Linked DNA regions of Mus musculus: region 2 is linked to region 1. Evidence: chromatin contacts called from public HiChIP or PLAC-seq data. All regions are on one chromosome and are shown on one strand. Each heading gives the region's core, a stretch centred on a gene start, on an enhancer-like site or on the middle of the called end of the contact. The rest is flanking DNA. Distances are from core to core; before and after follow the strand shown. Region 1 holds the start of Atp2b2 (ATPase, Ca++ transporting, plasma membrane 2). Region 2 has its middle 17 kb from the start of Gm36023.

The links. HiChIP or PLAC-seq counts read pairs in DNA pulled down with a chosen protein or histone mark.
Region 2: a contact with region 1 is called in an H3K4me3 HiChIP or PLAC-seq map of forebrain, with 5 times the contacts expected there. The contact joins the enhancer-like site here to the promoter of Atp2b2 in region 1. A contact is called at or near these places in 1 of 15 datasets of contacts at CTCF or cohesin (pro-B cells), 9 of 484 Hi-C or Micro-C datasets (8-cell embryo, B cells, bone marrow-derived dendritic cells and 5 more), 6 of 115 datasets of contacts at active chromatin or transcription factors (embryonic forebrain, embryonic midbrain, embryonic stem cells and 2 more) and 2 of 9 other capture datasets (embryonic stem cells and pancreatic islet).

The regions. Positions count from the first base shown.
Region 1 is chr6:113,888,418-113,895,283 of GRCm38.p6, reverse strand. Atp2b2 (ATPase, Ca++ transporting, plasma membrane 2) reads left to right here and starts at 3,745. Exons shown (of 20, transcript NM_001036684.3): 1 at 3,745-4,031.
Region 2 is chr6:114,073,570-114,080,435 of GRCm38.p6, reverse strand. No RefSeq gene overlaps it. Among named protein-coding and RNA genes, the nearest start is that of Gm36023, 17 kb to the left of the region's middle. Within about 2 kb of position 3,630, at least 16 of the 459 cell types and tissues checked have an H3K27ac peak or open chromatin away from gene starts, as enhancers often do. A contact at or near this core is called in cerebellum, cerebral cortex and cortical neurons, where this site is marked.

The DNA of each region.
Region 1 (6,866 bases), core at 2,496-4,995:
GCTAGGAACTGGGGGCTTGGGTGGGATCCTAGCTTCCCCCTTAAAGAGGTATCTAAGAATGTTGTCTTCAAGGGAAAGAGGATGCAAGAGACGCAGCATCTCAGATTTCCATGGGGTTTCTCAGGGACATCCACTTTCTGTGTTCAGTCTGTGACTAACCCCTGCCATTCTCCCTTTACTGACACCACTGCCCAGTAGCTAACACTGCTCCCTACTATGGAGTTGAGCCATCTGAGACCCAGAGAGGTTGAGTTCCTTGCCCAAGATCACCTCAAATGTAAAGTGAGCTAGTTTTGAAACTGGAGGATAGGAAGTCCGGTTCCAAAGCTTGCAGGGCTTTGGAAAAAGTGGTGGGAGAAGAGCAGGTGTGGGCCCTGGTGCAGCTGAGGAAGGACCAGGCCATGTGAACTCTTGGACACACATTCTGATCCACCCAGAGGCATCAACCGCAGAGTCCCTGGCTGTTGCCTCAGGCTTAAGAAGCCTCTAGTAGGATCAGAGGGCAAGGCCTGGGACCCCAAATGGACACATGTGGGTTCCAGCTTGGCTCCACTTTCTGCCTCTACTTCTTACTAGGTCCCCAGACCCCCAGGACTCCGTTTTCTCTTCTGTAAAATGGGCCTACATGTAGTTGTAGAGCTCAGAGACAGGCACAGAAGAGGCCTTGGGAAGGAACATCTCCCCTAGGATACAGATACTCTTGGTGACAGTGGCCATATTACCAGAGTGCCCTGAGATCCCTGCCCAGGGGCCCCAAGGGTACCTCCTATCTCTTCATGGACAGCCTGTGACCCAGGGAGGAGTCCATTGGCTTATGACTCCAGCAGACTGATCTCCCCCATTCACCCCTTCTTCTGGTCCTAGAATCCCAGCGTAACCAATCAAACTCTGGAGTCATCAGCTGCTCTCCTGTCCTTCCTACTTATCACCCCTGCCCTGTCCCGACCCTCAGACCAGGTCCACCATGAGCCAACTCAGGCTGGATGAAAAGCTGTTGGTGACATTCTCAGCTGGTCACCTATCTATGTGCCATGCTCCCTGTGGGTGGCCCTCATGTCATGTCCAACCTCCACAGGGTTGCAACATAGATGCCTTGTTTGTCTGATTGCTCAATGCTCCAGCTTGTCCAGACCCCCGTTCCTAACGTATCCTGGAAGGGCAACACAGTGACCTAGAAGTAGCCACAGCCAGAAGAGACAGCCTAAGGTCCAGGGCAGTATCTGTGGCTACCCTCCTACCCTCAAGGACATGGTTAAGCAAAGCATCTCTAGCTTTTCCTTTAGAGCCTCAGCTTGGGCCATTGTACTGTAGGAGATCCAGTTTCCAAGGGTCTTGCTGGGTCTGGTGCTTGGTAGGCCAAAATCACACAGCAGTGATTCATTCAGGCCTTTATTGCATCTGTAACATGGTGGCATCTAGCATATAGGGCCGTAGGGACCCATCTGATACAGACACAGCCCAGTGAGAGGCATAGACCTGTAGACCATCACAGCATGAAATGGTCAGAGATGAGACAGAGGTACGAACTGAGTATGTGGGACTAAGCAGAATTGTCTGGCAAAGCAGCAGCCGAGGACAGCTTTGCAGGATGAGCAGATACTAGAAGCCACGGGGATGCACACTCAAAGATGGAAGGACACAGAGCCTGGCTTGCCAAAGAGATAGCTATTTGGGTCCATTTCTGTTAGATGCTGGTCTTGGACTCCAAGAAGCAAAAATCTGCAAGTGATTGAGCGTCTGTGAGTGAAGCCAGCATGTCTCCATGGAAGTCACCGGGCAGTTCCAGGTCAGTCTTTTGAGGTAGATAAGTACTGGGGTCCCTGCGGAGCATACCCCCTACTTGTAGGCAGCCTGGGCTTGGGACTCACAACCTCAGTCACAGGGACAGTTTATCCAGGTGGCTGTGTAACTTACCCCCGACAGCCACATGCAGTTTTCCCCTCTAAGTGTTCACAGTAGTCCCTAGGGTGCAAGGAGCTGTGGTTTCCTAATCTGTAGGAGGCTCTGTATCTGACATAGGAGAGGACATAACTGTGGAAATCAGTGGGCCCCAGCCAGTCCCCCCACTCCTGCCAGGGTTCTCTGTTCACTAGGGGAAAATGTATCTTGCCCCAGAGGTAGGGAAGCACAGTGGCAGGCTCCTGCACACACAGTGGGCTGCAGAGGCCTCTCACCTGATGCCCTCTGGGCCTGCCTCCCTGAACCATTGGGCCTTAATGGCTTCTCTAACCTGGTGGGGGCAGGTTGGCCTACAGCCTCCCAGCTTGGTCCTGGGGAGGGATTCATAGGGACCGTGGTGACTTAGAAGTCTTACCAAGATGCGTCCAGAATAACCCCAGGAGGGGTGATATTCCCATCTACAGCTTCAAGAGGAAACAGAGATAAGGCTGTTTTGAGGGGCTCCAGCTTGGTCTATTGACATGAGGCCCAGGGCTGCCCCATGGGAACCCTAGGAAGGTGTTACATGGGCAACCATCAGGCCTGGTGGACATCCTTAGAGTCTTAGCACCCCACCCCTTATGCACATGTGCGCGCGCACACACACACACACAGAGAGAGAGAGAGAGAGAGAGAGAGAGAGAGAGAGAGAGAGAGAGAGAAGAGAGAGAGAGAGACCCTGCTTGGCTGGGGTATATGGGACCCTCTGAACTGTCTAGCAGTTGGTGATGGTGGTGTGGTCCTGCTCAAGGGCCCTCCCTGCCTTGGGTTCTGCTCTGGCTCTCTCCTTCCTCGGCCCCTCTGTGTGGCGGGTTCTGAATTTGGTGCAGTGCAGACTTTCAGCTTAACGAGACAAATTGATATTCCGTGCCAGGCGGAGATGGAGCAGCAACAGGACGCTCGCTGGGAAAGACGGGCGGGCGGCTCCTAGGTGGGCAGAGATGGGGGTGGGGAAGGAGGCAGGGAGGCAGCTTTTTCTGGACCTGGCTCTAAGGGCACTCCCCTCCCCTTGCCTTGCCCCTCCTGCACCCACTCAGGCTGACAGGTGTTCCACCATGCCGGCCTTGAAGGTCCTTCTATAGGCCACACACATCCAAGCAGGACGCCACTCCTGAGGTGTGGGGAGGCATGGCCACAGGGCACCTTGGCTAGTGGAGGAAGTGAGAGAGAGACACCTCATTCAATGAGACCCCCCTCCCTCACCTGGCTATCCGGGCCTTAGCCCCACCTTGTCTGGAATTAAAGAGGAGTCCACAGGTCTGCCCTGTGAGATGAGAGAGAAGGTAGTGAGCAGCTGGATGGGAGAGTCCATTCCCTCGGACTCCAAAATGGGATCACTCTGGACTCCACAGACGCACTAGTCCAGTGCGGTCACCCCCAACTCCTCACAGATACCTTGGCAGATACTGGGAATGTGCTAACACTCCGACAGAGAAATGGCCTCTTCAAGGGTTCTCCTGACTGGACCCATCCCCACCCTGGAGCAGGTGAGCACACCCAGGCAGCTTGTGGGGCTGCAGAGGGGTGTAGACAGTGACATCCAGCAGCTGGCTGGAGAGTCTGTTCCATAGACCCTGTCACCATAGGTGCATTTAGGTGTTCTCCCTTGTGCAGTCTTTCTTCCAGGTATAGAGCCATCCTGTCTGCATCCAGGGAGCCTGGAAGCCCCGACCCTATCTAACAAAGTAGGAAGTGACTTAGGGAAGGCACATAAAAACAATGCCTCCTCCTTTGCTCTCACCGCCCCCTTGCTCGTCCTGGGCTGGGCTCTGACCCTCCCCTTCGCGTGCCCTTGACACGGCCTCCTGTGCGAGGGGAACGGGCCTCTCCCTAGGGCTCTGCGGGCGGCCGCGGATGCGTCCCGTGGGAGCGATGCCCAGAGCCGCGCTCCCAGGCGCGGGGTGGTTCGGTCCGCGCTCGCGCCCCTCCCCCGGCGGCCGCGCCCCCCCTCCCCCCCAGCCTCGGGAGCGATGGTACAGTCTGCGCAGGGACCGGGCGCGCGGGCTGGGCTCAGCGCGGCGCCAGCTGCCGCACCGCGATTACGGGCTGCCCGCCTGGAACCCGAACCGATCGCTGGCGATTGCCTTAGCCAAGTAAGTAACCGGCATCTCTCCCCTCATCCAAGCATGAGAAAATAAAAAATAAAAAGCGCCCGGCCCCGCTCTCCCCTTCCTCCCTCACCTATTTTGATTTGATTTGATTTGATTGCATTTCCCGTTTTTTTCCCCCAGTGCTGATGGTGGCGGCGGGAGGAGGGGGGTGGTAGGAGCTTGGCTTGTTTATCTGGAGGCAGCTGGGGATGCTTGGGAGCCCGGGCTGAGGGACACTCTAGGGTGAGGGGTTGGGGTGGGGGCTGGGGACCGGAGCAAAGAGCCCCGTAGGAGGGGATGCAGGGTCTCAGGTGGATGCTGGTGGCCTCCAGACTGCACATGCCCCCAGGATGTTATGCAAGGGCTAGTGGTGGCAGCCGGTCAGCAGGGACACCAGTCTCCTCTTGAGCCTGGTCCCTGGGAGACATAGAGTACTGGAAGGTGTCCCAGGAAAGCTGCAAGGGGAGGCCCCTATGAAGGGTCTCTTTGATGGTGGGCTGCTGTATACAGGGATCTACTGGATGAGGAGAGCCAGGCAGGTGGTGGCAGGGATGTGTCCCAAGTCCCCTCCGTGGCAGGCAGGGGCAAGAGTGGGTGGCCAGGCCATTTTGCAGCAGTCATGCTAGATGGATGGTGGAGTTGGCACTTTAAGCCCGGAAGCACAGCTCCTCATCAGCCTGCTTGCTTAGGTGGCCCCTCTGAGTACTGAGACACCTGGGGCTCCTCCCTGCCTCCCTGCAGGACCTGAACCTCCCTCCTATGGTCGTCAGGTGCTGGCAGCCACCCCCTTTAAGCCAAGTAGCTGACCTCTGCTCCACATACTGAGTGGGGAGGGGACCCTTCAGCTGGCCGACCCCCGTCAAGGGAGGTCCCCTCAAAGGCTGAGCCTGGCTCGACCTTCAGAAGGGTAAGTGAGTAGGCCAGTCACCAGCAGAGCTGAGAGTAGAGGGTCTCATTGTGAGGCTGAGCCTTAGCAGTGTAGAAGGGGCTCCCCTCCACTGGGCATTGCTCTCCACATCGCTAGGAGGAGGCAGAGCTGACGTTTGGGGCATTTCCCAGAGCGGGCGGTTGCCATCCGGAGAAATTCTCTCTTTTGACGTGTGCAGTAGGAGGGGGCTTGGAGCGCAGGCCTTTGAGCTTGGGGCTTCCGCCTGGTAACTTCCTTGAAGGAGCAGTGGCAAGGAGGGGCTGCGGTCTGGGGAGTCCGCAGAGGGAGGAGGACTAGGAGAGGATGCTAATGGCCTCCCATTTATCCACCTTCACAACCCAGTCGTGAGCGAGGGTGCATGCCTGTGCATAGATTCACTCCTGCATACACATGGACTAATAGAGAACCCACAAGTAGTGCATCATACATGTTCAGATCATACATGTGAACACACAATGCCTGTACCAACAGATGAGATCTGGCCTCTGTGCACACAGCATGCATCTCTGGCTTCTTAAGACCCCGTTCTATGCACACCCCAGTGAGTATAGCCTGCCCCCACATGCTTGCAGCCCTCACACACACAGGAACCTGCAGCAGCTACCCTGGTGTACTATATACCCATGTGGGATGCCCCAGGAGTGCAGTTGACAGGTGCATAGGACCCAAATGCCTGTCAACACAGTGCCCTGGAATGTGCCCACAGGTGAATGACAGAGTCACATGTAAGACAGCAGTGGGCATAGCTGCTGCACCTCTGCAGACACTATGTTGCCCTCTCAGCTTCAAGAAGCAAAGGTGGCCCTAGGAGCCCTGGGGAGAGGACCCTGGGGAACTGACTATGAGGCCAGAAGGACTGTGGATCCTGAGTGGCCACCTCAGCTTCCTGAAGGCCTGAGGGGTGGGTCAGCCCATGTTCCCGAAGAGCAGTGATTGGACTGAACAAGGCCATCTGTGGTGATTGATGGTCTGCAGAGAAGGCTGCCTGGAGTAGGGAGGGAAGACAGGGGTGGGGGTAGGTGCAGTGGCTGCCCATTGGTCAGACCACCAGCAGCCGGCAAAGCCCACTAGCCCTTTCTGGAACCAGGAAGCCAGCCCACTATCATGTGGCATCTGAAAGCCGGAATTCCTTCAGTAGCCTCCAAGTTGGCTCCAGATGAGGACAGAAAAGCTACCTGTGATTTAGTGTGCAGAGCCTGAGACATCCACCCCTCCTCCACAGCCTGCCCTCCACTCCCGTCACCCAGTCTTAGTGGGAACACTAGTAAATGTCACACCCGCTAGCATCTGCAGAGCTCTTTGCCCTGTACACATTACTTCTGTGCAATTATCCTTAGCGTCCCCATGTCTCAGGTGAGAGACAAGAAGCCACCAACCAAGGTCACGCAGCTGGAACTGTTGGCACCTCTTTGTGAGCCATCTAGCCCCTCTGGTATGAGGTCAGACCCAAGACAGAAACCTGAGAGGTGATAGGTACGCTGTCCCCAACAGGGGTGGCTTTCTGTCTCTGGGCTCCGTGTTAAGAGCATTGGGAGGCCCTGCTGGGCTCTTTCAGACCTCACAAAAGAAGCAATGGTGGCCCGTGTGGACCCTGAGTGTCCCAGTGTGTTGCCTTCAGAATCAAAGAAAGAGCACCCAACTCCACTCCTGGCCACCTGTGTGACCTTGGATGCACATTGCAGCTCTCTGCCTCTGAGTCTCCTCACCTGTGGTCAGGTTTCCTGCCCCACCTTATCCTGCAGCTGTCTGAGAGCTGGGACACTGTCAAGGGCTGTGTGCAAAGAAACAGCATCAGGATCAGCAGGCAAAATAAGGGCCAAGTCCAAGGTCAGAGGAAGAGACAGAGAGGAAGGGAGAGGAGGGGCTTGAAGGGTCTCTTGCCTTGATGGCCAGAGGTCATGGCGTGGGTG
Region 2 (6,866 bases), core at 2,381-4,880, 190 kb before region 1:
GATAGGACGAGCCAGGGGACGTTTTAGGAGCAGAGAGAAAGCTGTGGCACCCTTGTTTGTATAAAGTTTTATTTGACCAGGACCACACCCCCTCAACTACATACTGTCAGTCACTCTGCAATTGTAGGAAACTGTTCACTCTTCAGGCCTGTACAGAAACCACTCAACCAGGCCCAATGATAAGGAGGCTCTACTCTCAGCAGGGGGCATGGCTCATGCCACCAAACACAGGTACTGCCTGCTCTCTGGAGGTCCAAGACCCCTGGATTGTCCCAGGGAACTCCTCTAGAACTCCTGCAGCTCCTCCCACTCCAAGTTCTTCTGACCAGTTGTTGGAGCCTTTATGAGTCTTTGGCAAAATAATTCTTAAATCTTCAAATCTGGGAAGGAGACATTATCGAGAGCAACCGGCGACCTTTCTGGTGACTCTCAATGTCTCTCCACTTCGTTTTTAGCTTCTGTTACCCCAAGGACAGCAAGCGCCTAATTATTTCTTAACTAATCGTGTCTCCAGGGTTCTGAGGAAATCTAGCCGCTTGTCCTCCATTACGGCTTCCAAATTAGTTTCTCTGTAGTTGGGTGTGCTTTCTTTGTCTTTCTGTCTCAGTTTGGCCAAAAATAGTCTCTCAAAAGGAGAGCTAAATTCTCTGAGATTTTGTTCACTTCAATTAACTTTTCTTAGGAGTCTGACTGTGTTAATGAGGTCTTTGCTCCTCAGGATAAGGGTCCTAGATTGCTCGGCTGATTTTTTTTTTTTTTTTAATGTCAAGTCACCTTTTGTCCCCATCAGTATGGGGGAGGGGCAGATATAGAAGGTAACAGATCTGGTGACCACAGACTCTATGACTTATAAAACAAGGCCCTAGACATGTTTAGCCTCCATGAAAGCTGGTGTGTGTGTGTGTGTGTGTGTGTGTGTGTGTGTGTGTGTGTGCACATGCGCACGCAAATATGTGTGTGCTAGTCCACATGTCTGTATATATGTAGAGGACAGATATCAATCTTGGGTTGTTCACCAGGAATACTGCCCACCTCATTTTTTGACAGAGAATCTCCCACTGGCCTGGAACTTGCTACTTAGGCAAGGCTGGTGCCCAGCTGGGCCCAGGGGTTGCCTATCTCTACTTCCCTGCTCCTGTCTTTACATGGGCGCTGAGGATTGACCTCAGGCCCCGGCTTTACTGACTGAGCCATCCCCTCAGCCAAGTGCTGATATTTTAATGATAATGGGAGTGTATTCCCTCTTCTCCACTTCTGGGTTTACAGAAAAGTCAGCTGTGGTCAGAACTGGTTTTGATTGTCAAGTCCAGTGACGGAGCGCTCAGCCCTCCCTGCCCCTACCCCCCTTACAGCATGGTTCAGAGGCTGCTGGCCCGAGTGCTGTCTGCAGTTTTGCAAATGTGTGCACATGCCTTAGGGTATTCCGCTGCCTTCTGGAGCCTTGCAAGACATGAGCCTATTTCACAGATGAGAAAACTGAAACCCAGAGAGATTTAGCCACAGGCACAGACAGGGTCACAGAGCTGAGCAGGGGCAGGGGCACCACAAACACAACATCTCATGTCTTAAAGGAAGTTGTCTGTGACCCCAGTGAATGGCAGGCAGGCATGGCCCAGGCTGAGCCAGGTGTCTGATTACATAGGCCTCACTGGACAGGAGCCCAGGAGCTAGGCATGGTCATCTGGCCTCCTCCAGGGACTGAGGAAAAACAGGGGACTCCACACTGAGAAGCAAGGATTTAAGCTCCCTTTAAATCTTGGCTATGTCACTTTCCAGCTGGTTGGTGCAGGAGGAGTCCTTGTCACCTCATGCTTCAAGTTACAGAAATGATGGCCACCCACAGGCAGTGCTGAGGGTCCTAGGTCAGGTGTTCCATGAGCACCAGTTCCCTCCTCTCCCCTTCCATCTCCCTCCTTCATTTTCCTCCTCCCCCTCCTTTCCTTCTCTCTTCTCCCTGTCCTCTCTCCCTCCTCCCTCTCTTGCTCTCTTCTTTCCACTTGCCCCTCTGGCCTCTTGGCTTGGTCCACCTGCCCACAATTCGTCCAATCAAGCATCAATGCACAAAGCACTTTTAGATCCACTTACAAGGACTTTCAATGAGATGGAGCTTTAGAAATCTGGGAGTCATCCTGAGGGTGAATATATTGGACTCTTACTTCATCATGACATGGGCTAAGATGTTGACTTATGAAGAAAGACGTGGTCCATGGTTGGCCCATGGTTATGGGGGCCTCAGTCTGTGCCAGGCACCTCTATGGCATTCAGGCCTCATTTGAGGGCTCCAGGTGGCAATGATGGGAGTGTTCTATACAGGAAGTTAAATAGTTCACATCCTGCTTGGGAAGTAAAAGAAGTGGGGGAACCAGTGTCCCTCAGGCCCCTCCACAGGCACATGCTCAGAGATCTGTTTCCCTCCTAGCCCCACCTGTTAAGAGTCCCACCTCCTTCCAGTAGCCCCCAGACTGGGAACCAGGCCTTTAACACACAGGAGGGCAGGGCAGATCCAAACCACAGCAATGGGAGCCAGAGGATAGCAGAGGTTTACCGATGAGAGAGTCAAGGGGGCTGGAGGGATGGCTCAGTGGTTAGATGCACTTGCTGCTCTTGCAGAGGACCTGGGTTCAATATCAGAACAAGTTTGGTGACTCACACCCAACTGTAACTCTGAGTCCAGGGGATTCCTTGTAAACTGTGACTACGTGGGGGAAATCTGACTCTCCTCTCTCGGGGCTCTTTCAGAGGCCTTCTGAAGACAGGGCATATCTGTGACAGAGCAGCTAGGGAACTGGACCCCAGGGACTCCTGTCTTCCTGGGACCCAAATGCAGATCCTAACTCTGACCCACGACCAAGGATCAACCTTTCTGCATCTCAGAAATGCCATCTGTGAGGTGGGGTTCCTTGGTCATGGGTCTGTGTGAAGATTTTGTCTTAATCGCAGTCACATGGCCTGGTGATAGTAATAACTACGTTTAAGACATAGGTTATGAAAACATCCAGGAATATACATGTGCAAACTAAAATGTGTATGATGTCATTAGGTGTGATACAATGTCACAGAGGCGCTGACACATGGGTGGTCCCCTATATAGAAACATTGTTATGTAAGACATGGCCATGTTTATCATATTTTTATGATTAGCTATTACTGTGGAATATAAATGACATACATCATATCTGAATATATACATATATATGAATAAGCCAGGCATACCTTTAATCCCAGCATGTGGAAAGCTGACACAGGATTGTAAGTTTAAGGCCAGCCCAGGCTGTTTATCTGTCTCAAGAACAAAAACAAAACAACAAAAGATAGAGACTTTAACAAGTTGTACATTATACAACATTCCAGAACATACAGTAACCATAAGAATAACACCTTAAAATATGGCCAGGCACACCATACCTAATGCAAACGCCACTGCCTCCAGGAGTGGAAGGACCAGGCTGAATGCCTGCCTTTCTTCTGTAGAATGGCTCTGGGCTATTGGAGTGGTGAACTGGGGTAAAAACATGCTTTGGGGAGAGAATGGTTGGTAACCCTAGGTCATCAGAGTCTTCAGTGTGTAGCTGCACTCTCAGGCCAGGCACAGGGTGGCAGCCACACTGCAGGCTGCTGTTATGATCCAGGACAGCACTGGGTGGCAGGCTTGTCCTGGTTTTAAGGACACCAAGTCCCTGCAGTGTGGAGGAGGCACTGCTGGCTAAGTGCCTCTATTTTCCCACAACCTCCGCTGTCCCGGAGTGACCCCAGTCAGCCTGGAATGCAGATTTGCCACCCACCCTTGTCTCAGCCCTGGGAGCCCACTAGAGTCAGGGTGCCCACGGCTTTCCAGAATGCTCTGTGCAATAGGCAGATGCACTTTATCCCTTGGGGTCCTGTCACATCTGTTCTTCCCCTGACCAGACACTAACCACACAGTAGACCTGCACCTTAGTGCAGGACATCTTCATTCATTCCTTACATCAGCCCTGATGAACCTATCCAAGCAGCAGGACCAAGGCAGCCACCTGCCTCATAAATTCTGGTGGGGGTCATTGAAGATTGCCCTTCCTGGCTGGCTCTGCCCAGTCTGTCAGGGCCCCTCCCCAGCCCTGGAAACTAAGCATTTTCTTCTAGTCCTTCCCCAAGGTCAGCCTAGGACCATTTCCCGGACTCCCCTCTCCCTCTAAGGACACTGATGTAGGTCTCTCTCAATAGACACCCCATGCTGCCTGACCTCCAAGTCGAGCCTGCCTAGCGTACTCTGTCACCATAGATCATGTCTTCCAAGGTTCCTGCTCTCTGCAGTGATCTGAGTCTGAGCTGTCAGCGGATAACCATCCCCACAGGCCTGAACACAGACCCCCCCCCCGCCCCCAGCCCAGATCCCATCATTGTATGGCCTTGAACAGGGTAATTTCCTTCCAGGTGAGTCATTCTGACATAGAAAAGTGGCCAGTAGCCACTTCCCTACAGTGGTCAGCAGGATAGGAGCCAAAGTTCCCAGCTAGGTAACATGCTTCTGCCATAACAAGGAACATTCATTCATTCACTGTATATTGAGCATGCTCTATGAACCTAGCTCTAAAGACACAATGGTTGGCAAAGTCCAAGGCTGGACCAGCCTTTCTGAGAGAGCCATTTGAAATAATGTACAGCCAGCATGTCAGAATACTGGCAGTCACTGGACCCACAGTCTCAAAATTCCATGAGTGACCTAGTGTTGGGATTAGTGGTGACTCTATATCTGGTCACCAGAGATGCCGCATCTTGATTTCAGCAGGATCCAGGCCTCTGAGGAGGGGTGGAGTTACACATCTAGAATGGGGACCTTCACATTGTGGGGAAAGAAATCCAGAAGCCGAGACCATTCCCAAGAAGTTCATAGACAGAGCGCTTTCCCAAACTTTAACCTCAGGCCCTGCACAGCAGGACAGCATAGATCCCACCCTGGGTCTCCAGAGAGAGCAGGGATGGTGGCATGGTGACAGAAGTGGAAATTACCAGTGCTGGTGCCTCCAATCCCACCCCCTTGCCATGTTTTGACTCCAAGAGAAACTCAGTTTTAGCCAGGGAAGCTGGTTAAAGAGGAGGGCAGGATTCAGGGACACCATGACTTCTGCCTTATTGGAACAAAGTTTCAAATTGTTCCCACTGCACCTGCTTGGGGAAACTGTGTCAGAGCCCTTCCGGACCTGTCAGTGTTAGCCACCCACAACTTCTCAGAGATAGGCACTGAGTGGCTCAGGGTGGGAGGGGGAACTGTCCTAGTTTTGTAATTGGCTCCCATGGCGCTGCTCAACGGTTATTAAAATACGGACACAAAACCTCCCAGAGAAATCGCTCTGGGCCTCTATTTATCATGTGCTTTGTAAGACGGACAAGTGGGGGCCAGTCCATGGAAGGTCAGCGACCCGATGCTTCAAGGTCAGATAATTAACTTTCTCAGGATTTGCAAAGGGAACACGGATGACGACTTAGGGTCTCCTCACTTGACAGAGCCCACTGCACAGCTCTGGCCTCAGCACATGCTGTTCTCACCCGAGTCCTTTCTGAGGTGACTGTCCTCCCATCCCCAAAGCCTGCAGAGAGCAGGCAGGAGGTCAGCAAACTCAAGAGATGATACACTAAGTTCTCTTCCTGCCTGTGCTGTGTATTTTTCTAGGTCAGTGATTCGTGCAGCTGTTAGGCCAGCAGTGACAGTCTGCCCTAGGAACATTCTAGAAATGCCCATTTTCAGGTCCCTTCCCCAGAGAAACTGGACGTGCAACCCAGACATGCATGTGTTTGCACCTACTCCATGGCCAAGTCTGATGTCCATGATAGCCATACTCTGTAGAAGACAGCAGTAGAGAGCAAGGACTGGGGTGCCACTCCAACAGGGCTTCTGTCACCAAGGGGCTCCCTTTAGGAGCTGGGGAGCTCTAGGTGACCACTGTTGCAGATCTCAGGACAGCAGTCACAGCCAGTGTGACAGCACTCAGGTAGGTGAGGAGAAGGAGATGGAAAAGGGGCAGGATGAGGTGAGGTCAGGGCCAGAGGGTGAACTAACTCACTCAGCAAACATTTGCCAAGCTCCTGTTATATGACTTGAGTGTTTGTCATGTCTTGGAAGGTCACACAGTCATGCTGTTTGGAGGGGAAGCCTCTGGAAGATTAATGGGTCCTGGGGGCTCTGCCCTCGTGGAGTACTAACAGGCTTGTGGGCCATTCAGGAATGGCTTTCTTAAGAGAGTGAGCCCTGTCAGGCACTCTTGCTTCCTCACCAAGCAGTGCTCTGTCACCTATGGACCTTGCAGAAGGCTCCTGTCCTTTGCAGCCCCATTACCTGGGACCCCATCTTCCAAAACTACCAGGTAAAGGGATGGGATTGTTTGTTTTGTTTTGTTTTAATAAATGATCCAATCTCAGGTACTCTGCTCTATTATGTTTTAGAATTAAATCTAATTTATATCTACATGTATGTGTGTGTGCTTGCACATGTGTGTGGAACTGCCCTCTAAGGCCAAAAGACAATGTAAGATTCTCTGGTTGCAAGCTATCTAAAGTGGATGCTGATAAATTCAAGTTCTGTGCAAGAACAACACATGCTCTTAACCACTGATCCATCTCTCCAGCCCAGATTCTGTTCTGGACTCTGGGAACATGGGCAACAGAGTCCCTGCTCTTAGGAAGGGTGTGGGTTTGCAGGATAAAAGGATGAAGGAGCCTTGGGCTGTTGAAGGCAGTGAAGGTGGTCAGATAGAGAGGAGCTAACTCAGAGGAAATGGAAGGGATGACACACAGGGCTGGAGGTGCACATTGGGTGTGGGGGAAGTGGGAGGGGCCAGTACACTCTTGGTGTGGAGGAAGTGGGGTCACAGAGCCGCTCTACTTCTCCAGGT